Regions from separate parts of the Mus musculus genome. Here region 1 is linked to region 2. A link is a contact called in public HiChIP or PLAC-seq data. All regions are on one chromosome and are shown on one strand. The core of a region is the stretch at or near the end of the contact, and the rest is flanking DNA. Distances in the headings are between cores, read along the strand shown. Region 1 has its middle 22 kb from the start of Gm39933. Region 2 overlaps Sirpa (signal-regulatory protein alpha).

Evidence for each region. HiChIP or PLAC-seq counts read pairs in DNA pulled down with a chosen protein or histone mark.
Region 1: a contact with region 2 is called in an H3K27ac HiChIP or PLAC-seq map of SST interneurons, with 2.2 times the contacts expected there. The contact joins two enhancer-like sites. A contact is called at or near these places in 1 of 484 Hi-C or Micro-C datasets (embryonic stem cells), 2 of 115 datasets of contacts at active chromatin or transcription factors (SST interneurons and neural progenitor cells) and 2 of 9 other capture datasets (embryonic stem cells and liver).

What each region holds. Positions count from the first base shown.
Region 1 is chr2:129,872,297-129,877,527 of GRCm38.p6, forward strand. No RefSeq gene overlaps it. Among named protein-coding and RNA genes, the nearest start is that of Gm39933, 22 kb to the right of the region's middle. Within about 2 kb of position 2,460, at least 21 of the 459 cell types and tissues checked have an H3K27ac peak or open chromatin away from gene starts, as enhancers often do. A contact at or near this core is called in SST interneurons, where this site is marked.
Region 2 is chr2:129,624,704-129,629,992 of GRCm38.p6, forward strand. Sirpa (signal-regulatory protein alpha) reads left to right here. Exons shown (of 9, transcript NM_001355158.1): 8 at 3,243-3,282; 9 at 5,224-5,289. Among named protein-coding and RNA genes, the nearest start is that of Sirpa, 35 kb to the left of the region's middle. Within about 2 kb of position 3,453, at least 24 of the 459 cell types and tissues checked have an H3K27ac peak or open chromatin away from gene starts, as enhancers often do. A contact at or near this core is called in SST interneurons, where this site is marked.

The DNA of each region.
Region 1 (5,231 bases), core at 1,210-3,709, 250 kb after region 2:
CTTTTGAGCCTTCTCCACACTGATTCCCAGCATGGCTGCACCTGTTGGCCGTCTCGCCATCAGTGAATGGGGCTTCCCTCCTCTCAGCACCTTTGCCTGCATTTGTTCTTTGCCACTTTTTTTTTTAATCTAGCCATTCTAGGGCAAGATGAAATCTCAAAGTGGTTTTAGTTTGCATTCCTCTAATTGCTAAGAATGATGAACATTTTTTGGAGATATTTCTTAGACGTTTTTATTTTGTTTTTTGAGAACTCTGTTCCAATGCATAGCCCACCCCCACTCCCCCACCCTCCCAATTGGGCCATTTGTTTCCTTGCCTCTGCTTTTGAGTTCTTATATGTTCTGATCATTAATGCATAGATGTGGTGTGCCGGATGTATACCTGGCAGAGATTCTCTTCCACTCTGTGGTCTTCCCCTTCTCTCAGTCGATTGTTTCCTTGGCCACACAGAAGCTTTTGAGTTTTAAGCGTCCCCATTTGTTAGTCATTGGCCTTAATTTCTGGGCAAATAGAGTCGTGCTCAGCAAGCCCCTTCCCACACATATGTCCTGTAGGTTCTGTCTGTAATCTTCCAGGGTTCAGGCTTCACAGTGAGGCCTTTTGTTCATTTGGCCTGAATTTGTCTACTGAGTCATAGGTGTGTTTCTAAATTCAGTCTTTTATGTATGGAGATGCGGTTGTCCCAGGTCCACTGTTTGAAGATGTTCCCCACCCCCACCCCCACCCCCACTGTGTGCTTTTTGCCATCTTTGTCAAATACCAGATGGCTGTAGTTACATGTACTCGGGTTGGGTCTTCTGTTTTGTCCCGCTGATCTCCAAGTCTTTTTCTGCCAGTACCGTGCTGCTTTGATGACTGTAGCTCTGTAATAAATCTAGAATGCCAACCTCCCCAGCATTGGTCCCCCTCCCCGAAAAGCTGAAGACTGCTTTGGCAATGTGGGGTCTTTTGTGGTTCCATATGAATTTTTTTTCTTTCTGTTTTTGCAAAGAATGACATAGGGATTTGGTTGCATTTAATCTGCAAATGGCTTTTGGTACTATGGTCATTTTCATAATAGGAATTCTACCAATCCATGAGTACAGGAGGTCTTTGCATCTTAACATGTCGTCCTCAATCTGTTCTTTCAGAAATGTAAAGTTTTCCATTGTAGAGATCTCTCACCTTCTTGGTTAGGTTTATTCCAGGTATGGGATGATTTGTGTTGGGGGTGGGAGGCATTTAACTTTCCTGGGCTGTGTGCCACAGGTTGGATACACACGTTCTACACAAAGCAATGTTTCTTTCATGTACACTCAATCATAGGCTCAGATTTTCTCCCGCACATTTGCAAGCACCCAGGCACACACACTCTATCCATGGCTTGCCTATTTACATCCGCCTTAGACTGCCTGGCACTCAGAACCAGGGATGCTGCCGCCCTCTCCTGGAAAGATTTGGGAAGTGCACCCGGGGTCTTGCCAGGAAGTGCTTGGTTGCAAACCTCATTCTAATCTTAATTCACCTTTACAGGTGTGGATGATTTCTGCTCACTGTGTCCCCCAAGGCCCCTTCAAGGGGTCTCTACCATTTCCAAGATTCCTTTCCTGACTGTGACATTTGGTTCTGGCCCTGGACATCAGGGGGGGGGGGGAGTTCTAGCCAGATTTGGAAAAGGAAGGAGGGAAGAATTGGTAAATTGACTTAGGCAAGTAAGATAATTTGGCTCTTTACCTCTCCAAGACTGAGTTTCAGAATTATCAGCGAGGTTTGGCAGAATTTCTGTGCAAGTGTTATTCTTATAGTCACAGGTTCTGAATAAGATGTGAAAGGCACTGGCTGTCAGAACGACCTCGAATTTTTTCCCCTCCAGTTCACACGGAGCCACTGAGAATGTCTGGGCAAGACAGGAACAGAAGAGCCTTGTTTTGGAAAGATTAACTGGACCGTGCACATTGTTCATTCGTTTGTGTAACAAGCAGTGCTTTTTAAAAATATCTTGGCCAGGCTGTGGAATGCAGTAGTGACCGGATGGAGGTGCTATTAGCTTCCATGTAACTCCGAGCCTAGGAGCAATGGCGGGGGTGGGGTGTGTGTGGGAGACCCAGATAGGGCATCACTTCAGTCCTAGGTGAGCCCTTGGTGATATGAGGTTCACAAAAGAGCCCCAGCTCTTGCCCGGATAAGCCCTGTGGGGGAGCAGAAGTGAATCAGCTCAGCTGTGGTTTAAGTATAGATCTCAGAGCAGGACAGTGCCTGGTGCTCCCTGACTTCCCGCTCCATAAAATGAGAAAACAGCCTGGCCCATTTAGGAGCTGCATCTGTTGATTTTCCTTTTCCAGACCCAATCAAATAACATGCAAATAGATGCAAGAGGTCCTAAGTCAGGGTACAGCAAACGAGCACAGCATGGCCTGCCTGCTGCAATTACAGTCAACAGCATCTAGGATGTGACCAACATGAGTGATGATTTGCTGTCGGTTGCATAATCACCGAGGGACCAGATGAGGAGACTCAGAAACCTCAACAAGCTGTCTGGGGAGGTGCACTCCCGAGCAGGTGTCTGCTGCACAGGCTCGCTGCATTCAGGAAGCAACACAAAGATGAGGCCGGACTTCTTCCTCAGGCAGGGATGGAGTATCCAGTCATTCTCTGAAGATGTGTATAATAGGTTTGATGTTTCGGGGCTTGGTCCTCCCCGAGGCCACTGGGTAGCTGTGCAAGTTCCAACTAGCCACTTCTCAGTTGTTTTGTCCCCCACCCCCGGCCTCCACAGAGTCCAGAGACAAGGAAGGACAGAAGCCATGAAAGTGTCCTGGGTTGGACTCCTCAGAAGTTGACCTTGAGACAAGGATTCCTGTGAAAGTGACTCAGACGGAATCATTCTCTGGGACAGTGACTTAAGCTGAACCATCCCCGAGAAGTGGAGGGTAGGTGGTTAGAAGTGAAGGAGGGGACCAAGCATGGTGTGCCACTTCCAAATCCTACTTTGGATCTGCTCTGCCAAGGGTCATGCCTTAAAGCCATCACATTTATAGGGCTAGGGCATGGGGGAATAAGACCCCTGTTCACCTCAGTGACTGATGGCAATAAACTGTCTCCCAGGTATGCTTCCCACACACGGGCAAAGCTGGGGCCATCAGGAGATGCATTCTGATTGACTGCATTGAGAGCATTTTGGCAGCTGCTGTGTGCTCTGCACACCATGGCACACAAAGGGTTGTCACTCCCAGAGGGCAAGTGCTTTCCAAGCTGTGAAAAGCTGCACTTGTGTTGGGAGACTCACCTCGCTTCATGAGTCTGTTTCTTCCTGGGAAAGAGATTGCATCAACACACTGGGGTTGGCATGAAGACAGAGCTACTGAGAGCTGCATGTCTTCTGTGGTTCCTGTCTGTTGTACAAGTCTGAATCTGTGCCTACCTGAATGTCCCTGGGTCCCCGTGTCTGTGTGTGTTCATGTGTGTGTGTGTCTGTACTGGCTAGTTTTGTGTCAACTTGACACAGCTGGAGTTATCACAGCGAAAGGAGCTTCAGTCGAGGAAATGCCTCCATGAGATCCAACTGTAAGGCATTTTCTCAATTAGTGATCAAGGGTGAAAGACCCCTTGTGGGTGGGACCATCTCTGGGCTGGTAGTCTTGGGTTCTATAAGAGAGCAGGCTGAGCAAGCCAGTAAGGAACATCCCTCCATGGCCTCTGCATCAGCTCCTGCTTCCTGACCTGCTTGAGTTCCTGTCCTGACTTTCTTGGTGATGAACAGCAGTATGGAAGTGTAAGCCGAATAAACCCATTCCTCCCCAACTTGCTTCTTGGTCATGATGTTTGTGCAGGAATAGAAACCCTGACTAAGACAGTGTCTAACAAAGGGCTTCTGCCCTGTATATATTGAACAGCACAGAAAGCATCACACGGGGAAGAAGTGGGATACTTTATACAAATCTTCAACCGAGTTTTACAAAGAGTTAAGTCGCTGATTCCAACTGGCCCAGATAACAAGCAGTACAAGTATCATTGCTCATCACCGTAGTCATGCTGTCCTCAACACTCAGTTAGGGCTACTCATTTAAAAGGTTGCTTTGAACCTATGTCTGATGTTTTCAGCCAATGATTATCATAACATGCTAACAAACATATATACATTGCTCTCTGGGTCAGGGACATGGAAGAGTACATGGAAGATTATGATTATGTGTTATTAGCCTAGGTTGTAAATCTCATTATGTGGGAAATCCAAGGCAAGTCAGGTTGGTTGTTACATTGTTGTCTTAAAGTCAGTTTTTACATTGTTCTCTTAAAGACAGGTTAAACAAGCCGGTTGAGTACACAGTAGAATATCAGCCTTAAGTCTTATATGATCCTAAAGTATATTAACAGGCTGTAAGAGATTAGACTGGAAGAGATTATAATAATGTATTGCCACATATACTAAGCAGTTTGCACTCTTCTTGCCTCATGCACACAAACACACACACACACACACCCCTCATCTCAGTGCTCACTGTAGATCCCATTCTACGCAGGACACATACACAATCTGTAGGGCCTAGTGCAAAATGAAAATGTACAGTGCTCATCCAAAGAAATACTTTAAGAATTCTAAGACAGCTGCAACAAGGATTAAGCTAAATGTACGATACTTCTAAAGGCAGGACTTTATAAAAGTTTAGATTCTATGCTGGTGAGGCCAGTCCTGTTCTAGGCCATTGCCCTAGTGTCTGAACTCTGGGTCTCCTCTAGGCCCCCAACATGTTCTGTGTTCCTGATTCAGTACTGATTGCATGCAATTAACTGTATTTCTTTTCCTACCAGACTCTAAGTACCAGGGGGAAAGGCTCCCATCTGTCTTGCTTTGGGGATGTCCTAGATGCCTGGCACACAGCATAGCACATCAGGCATTCTATAAATATTTGTCAAACTGGGATTCACTGCACAAATAATTTGTTCAACAAATAAATGTCCCAGAGCTTCTGATATGCCAGCCAGAACTCTCAAAAAATTGATTATATCCATGAACCAAAGACTCCCATAGACTTCCCATTCTAGGAAGAGAGACACCAGACATGTCTTCTGGCAGATTCTGGCAGAAGACGACTCTGGGGGTAGGACGTGAGTATGAGTGGATTGTTTGGGAAGGATAAGGAATGCCCACAGAGGGACTGGAGAAGGCTACTTCTGTTTTCAATGGGGCTGAACTCCAGTGGAGGAATCTAGAGGATTGCAGTAGTTCACTTTATATGTTAACTCGATTGGG
Region 2 (5,289 bases), core at 2,203-4,702:
GCTCTTTTATTGGGCACTGGGGTTCATGTGGACGGCTATTGTTTAACTGTGACAAGTTCACTGCATTTATTCTCAGAATACCAGGACTACCCCAGCTGTTTATTTGTTTTGGATTGAGCTCAGCTCGGAGCCAGACTTGAGTGGCACTAGGGAAACCCAGTGAGAAAACACTCAACCATTCATTCGTCAAGTATTTACGGAGGGAGTTGTAAGCCATAGGCTAGCCCAGGACAAGGTGCTAGGGTTTTGTTGTCCCTTGGGAGGCAGCTTGCCATGCAAGCTAGAAGCTTAATAATCGATGTGGAGCAAGAGCTAGGAAAAAAGACAAAATGACCAGAGCCCAGGGGCGATTAGGGAGTGCTCCCTACGCAGGCAGCAGTGGATGAGAGCTTCCGTGTGGGGTTACTGGGCAGAGTACACTAGACAAGGAATAGCTAATGCCAAGGGCTTGAGGGAGGAGCATTGGTAAGGCTGCATTCGCTGGAGCACAGGGAAGAAAGCCTAGAGGGGGCAGGGAAGGGCTGTGCAGAACCTCACCAGACAGGATGTGGAAGTGTGGAAGTGGACTGCACTGTATACGGTGAGGTTTCTGTACAGAGCAATAACTGCTTCTGCTGGTGCCTCTCCTCCTCCCCCTTTTCTTTTTCTTCTCTTCCTCCTTCTCCTGTTGTTTTGTTTTGAAGTGGGAGTCTCAAAGCCCAGGCAGGCCTTAAACTTGAAACCCTGAGTCAGCCTCCTGAGTATTGGGATTATGGGGATGAGCCAACACCCCTGGTTTTCACTTATCCATTATAAATGTAAGAAATGGAGGCAGAGAAACCAAGACCTTTCACAGCCTGAGGACCTGGGACCAGCACGATAAGATAACCAAATAGCAGAGTCTGATGTAGCTTTTGGAGATGGCCGGTTAGCCTTGTGGTGCTTGTATAAGGAAGAGAAGAATCCAGGATGTATCCCACGCTCGTCTGGATCCCTCGTGAGTAATGGTGGTGCCAATTTTAAAGCAGAACAGACAAATGCTTACGGTGTGGAATACTGCTCTGAAAGACAGGAATGACCTCCTGAGAACAGAGTTTGGGAGTTCTGTGAAGGTTCAGATAAGGCTGTTTAAAATAGGGTTTCAGCCGAGCACCGTGGTATATGCTTTTAATCCCAGCACTTGGGAGGCAGAGGCGAGTGGATCTCTGTGAGTTCAAGGCCAACCCAGGCTACAAAGTGAGACCCTGTCTCCAAAGAAAAGTGTTAAAATAGGACTTCAAAGATCTGAAGGGAGAGTTCTCTGTGCAGAGGCCTTGGGGCTGTTTGACAGGCGCTAGCTTCAAGGTTGGGTGCCTGTGCCTATGTGCTAAGGCATTGTGGCAAGGAGGAACAGAAAGCAGAGAGGAAGATATGCAAGAAGATGTGAGGTTGCCATAGAGAAGCAGCCACACCAACCCAACACTGCTGGTGAAGCCTTCCAGGGAGGAAACACATCGTTAAGTCTTAAAGGATACATATACGTTGACAGAGAGAAAAAGTAGTAAGGACTTTGTCCTGAATAGTTTCGTGCCAGCTTGACACAAGCTAAAGTCATCTGAGAGGAGGGAACCTCAATTGAGAAAATACCTCATTAAGATTGGGCTGTAAGCAAGCTTGTGGGGCGTTTTCTTAATTAGTGATTGATGGGGGAGGGCCCAGCTCATTGTGGGTGGTACCATCCCTGGGTAGGTGTTTTGGGGTTCTACAAGAAAGCAGGCTAAGCAAGCCATGAGGAGCAAGCCGGTAAGCAGCACTTCTCCATGGTTTCTACACCAGCTCCTGCCTCCTTTGAGTTACTGTCTTGACTTCCTTCAGTGATAACAGTGATGAGGGAGCATAATTTCAGTAAAATCTTTCCTCTCCGGGTTGCTTTAGTCATGGTGTTTCATCCCAGCAATAGTAACCATAGGAAGGAGAGAGTGAGCCAAGGCTCTCGCCGAAGCAGAAAAATGCAAAGCAGCTGCAGCCCTCATGCATGGGACATGGGACAGTGTAAGAGTGGCTAAGTGAGCAGGCTCAGCAGTGTGTGTGTGTGTGTGTGTGTGTGTGTGTGTGTGTGTGTGTGTGTCTAGTGACTGGATATGAACCAAACAAGCAACAGGGACTGCAGAAGGTGGGAACTGGAGACTGGGGAGAGAGCGGCATGATCCCCTGTCTTTGCATCCTGGATCCTGGAGGACTGTTTGGCCACATGGGGCACCTTATGATCCAGGCAGTCATGACAGCTCTATCAAACACCCTGCTGCCAAGCCCCATTGCTCATTCTGCCATTGTTCATGCTTGAGTGACCCAGGTTTCTGGCTTGAAAATTGATATAACTCCTACAGAACCCGTCTTGGCTCGTCACTTTCACCGTGACCCTCCAGGGAGCCACGCCTGGTCTCTTGATGGCGAGACCAGGGGTATGTCAGTGGTTGTTGTTGCTTATTAAGCACAGCATTTTGTTCCTTTTCTTTTCACAACAATACGTAGGTCTATCTATAACATAGAACACTTGGGAAATGTGGGAAGGGAAGACAAGAAGCAGGGCTCTGCAGATCACCGTTGCTCGCATTTTCTTTCCAGTTCCCGCACATTTTCATTGAGAGTGCCTTACTCAGTGACTCAGACATGCCACTCTATTAGCATGAACAAGGCACTGAACCCTGTCCCCAGCACCACAAAAATAAAATGGAAACTTCTCATCTACTTTTTGAACACAGAAGAGTTTAGTTTATGCTAATTTCAAAAAAAATCAAAAACAAAACAAAACAACAAAAAAAAAAACCCACTGCCCATCGGACAGTTTATGCCCCAGGACATAAACTTATTTCTGTATCTTGTCCAGGGCGCAGGCCTCTGTATATTCAATCCCCCCAAAAGGTGCAGTTATGATTCAAAAGATGGAGCATTATCCTTGTTCGTGATTTGTCCACCACCTCCAGGAAGGGTTGGCCTGGTTTGTCCCCACGGCAGCGGGTGGAAGTCCTCTTCATCCCACCCTCCCTACCGTGGGCCTTTCCAGCACTATCATTTCTAGAGATCCTTCCAACAGAAGCTTTTCAAAAAGCCCGTGTGCTTTGTTTAGAATTCCCTCAGTGAGCCTGGCTCCTGTGTCCAGACGTTTGATAAGCGCTTACGGTCCCTCCTCCGCTCACGTAGGAAGCAGGTCCCGAATGTGGTTCTGGTTGATTTGCATAAGCTCTTCAGATAGATATTTTTATCTGAGTCTCTTTCCATTTCAGGTTGCACGAGCCCGAGAAGAACGCCAGGGAAATAACCCAGGTACAGTCTTTGGTGAGCTGCCCTTCCTGGGAAACTCGGGGTGTGATTTCCTTGCTTCAACCGGAGTTGCGGATCCAGTTCTAAATTAAGTCTCTGGGCTAGGGAGGAGGAGCTGTGCATTACTGAGTCACCCATGAGTCCTCTGCATCCTTCTCCAGCTCCAGCTGGAGAGTCTGGGGCTCCTGGGTTCGTTGTGAATCATTGCATAACATGGGGTACCAGTGTCCCACGTAAACGATACCCAGAGTCAGATTCCAGCTTCCTTTGTTGCTGCACATTCCTGCTTCTGGGCCCCTGCTCTAGCCAGTTCTACCACTGGGAGCCATCGTCAGCTCACCTTACTCTTCCCTGCCTGTCATGGCCTCTCTCACCTTTGTGGAGGAGGAGGAGGAGGAAAAACCCTGTGTCACCAGTGACCTGGATGGATGACAAGATGTCCTGGACCTGGTAGCTTCTCCCTGTTCATCGTTGAGGAGATTTCATAGGCAGTATTAATTCGTTTATTTCCCAGATCCCTGAGCCCTGTTGTCTCTGTCCAACAGTGTCACCTCTGGGGACACAGGGTTCCTCAGAGCCTTGTAAAACAAGACAAACCCAGTCCTGAACCTGGAACGAAAGCCTCAGCTTTCCTGCTATTTCCAAAGCAGTTGACACCACTTTAGACATAACCTGCTGACGGGGCCAGGCTTGGAGAGGTGTGGGATTTGTAAGCCAGACATCTTGTTGTGCCAGCCCGTACCAGCCTTAGGCATGAGCTAAGCAGTAATTAGCAAATATGAGACCATTTCTAGTCATGGCAACCAGAGTTCTTGCCCCCTGTTATTTTGTTTCTGTGCTTCCTTCTGGAATCTTCTGGGTAAAAGACTTGGTTAGTGAAGCCTGTAGAAATTCACATTCCAAGACTTACTGAGTGTGCAAATACATGTCAGGCCCTGGCCCCCAATATCAGCCTTAGTATCTTGCCAGGGAGGGAGACCAGTTCAGTCTCCATGATTTCCCCGACAGCAGGCCTCAGGGTAGAGGTACCACAGTGTGGGAAGTTCACCATGTTAGGCTCCAACAGGCTTCATTTCTTTTCCTCAGCTGAGTGAACTTAGACCAAATCACTGAATTTATATCTGCTCCCTAGGTCACCATTTTTACCTGTAAAATAGGGTCAGTCACTCTTCCTGAGTAGCGTTGTCATCAAGCCTTTGTGTAATGACTTCTGACTATGTGATTGCATCCATCTCTCCGTCTAGCCATCTACCCAACCATCCTCCCATCTGTCTGTCTTTCCATCCATCCATCCATCCTGTCACCATGGACTGGGCCTCTGTGCTAGCCTTGTTGTCTGCAGTATAACAAATGCCCAGTTAACGAAAAAAGAAATGTTGTGAAATAAACATGTAAACGAAGAGGTGTTCCCTATCTTGTGGGAGATCACATTTGCTAAGGTTGCAAAACAAACATAGTCTTTGGTGGTAGATGCTATGCTAGGGAGATGTGAACTGAATTGCTCAGAGGAGCTCTGGGTCCAGCCAGAGGTATTGAGGACCAAGAAGTATCTTAGGGTAGAGCAGTGCTAGAGCAGAATTGTACATGGTTCACTGGGGTCTCTTATGTGGGAGAGGTGAGAGTGGGTGATCCAGGACAAGGAAAAGATATGGGAAGGGGGAGGGGATAGCTTCAGGTGGTTCCACCCAGAAAGAAGGAGGTGACATGAACCTGGAGGAAGCAAGCTGGGACTGGAAAGGGACATGTGATAACCACCCGAGTGTTTCAGAAGACCCTTTGGGCTCTGTGAGGAGGAAGGTGGATTGGAAGAAGAAAGGCTGGAAATGGGATACCATTGGCAGAGTGAAGGCTGAGCCCACTGGGAAAGAAGTGGGCCGATTTTGTTGCCAGTTGGTGGGTCAATAGGCTGGGGCTCCAGAATGACTTTCTCTCTGTGTCTTTTAGATCCAGGACACAAATGACATCAACGACATCACATACGCAGACCTGAATCTGCCCAAAGAGAAGAAG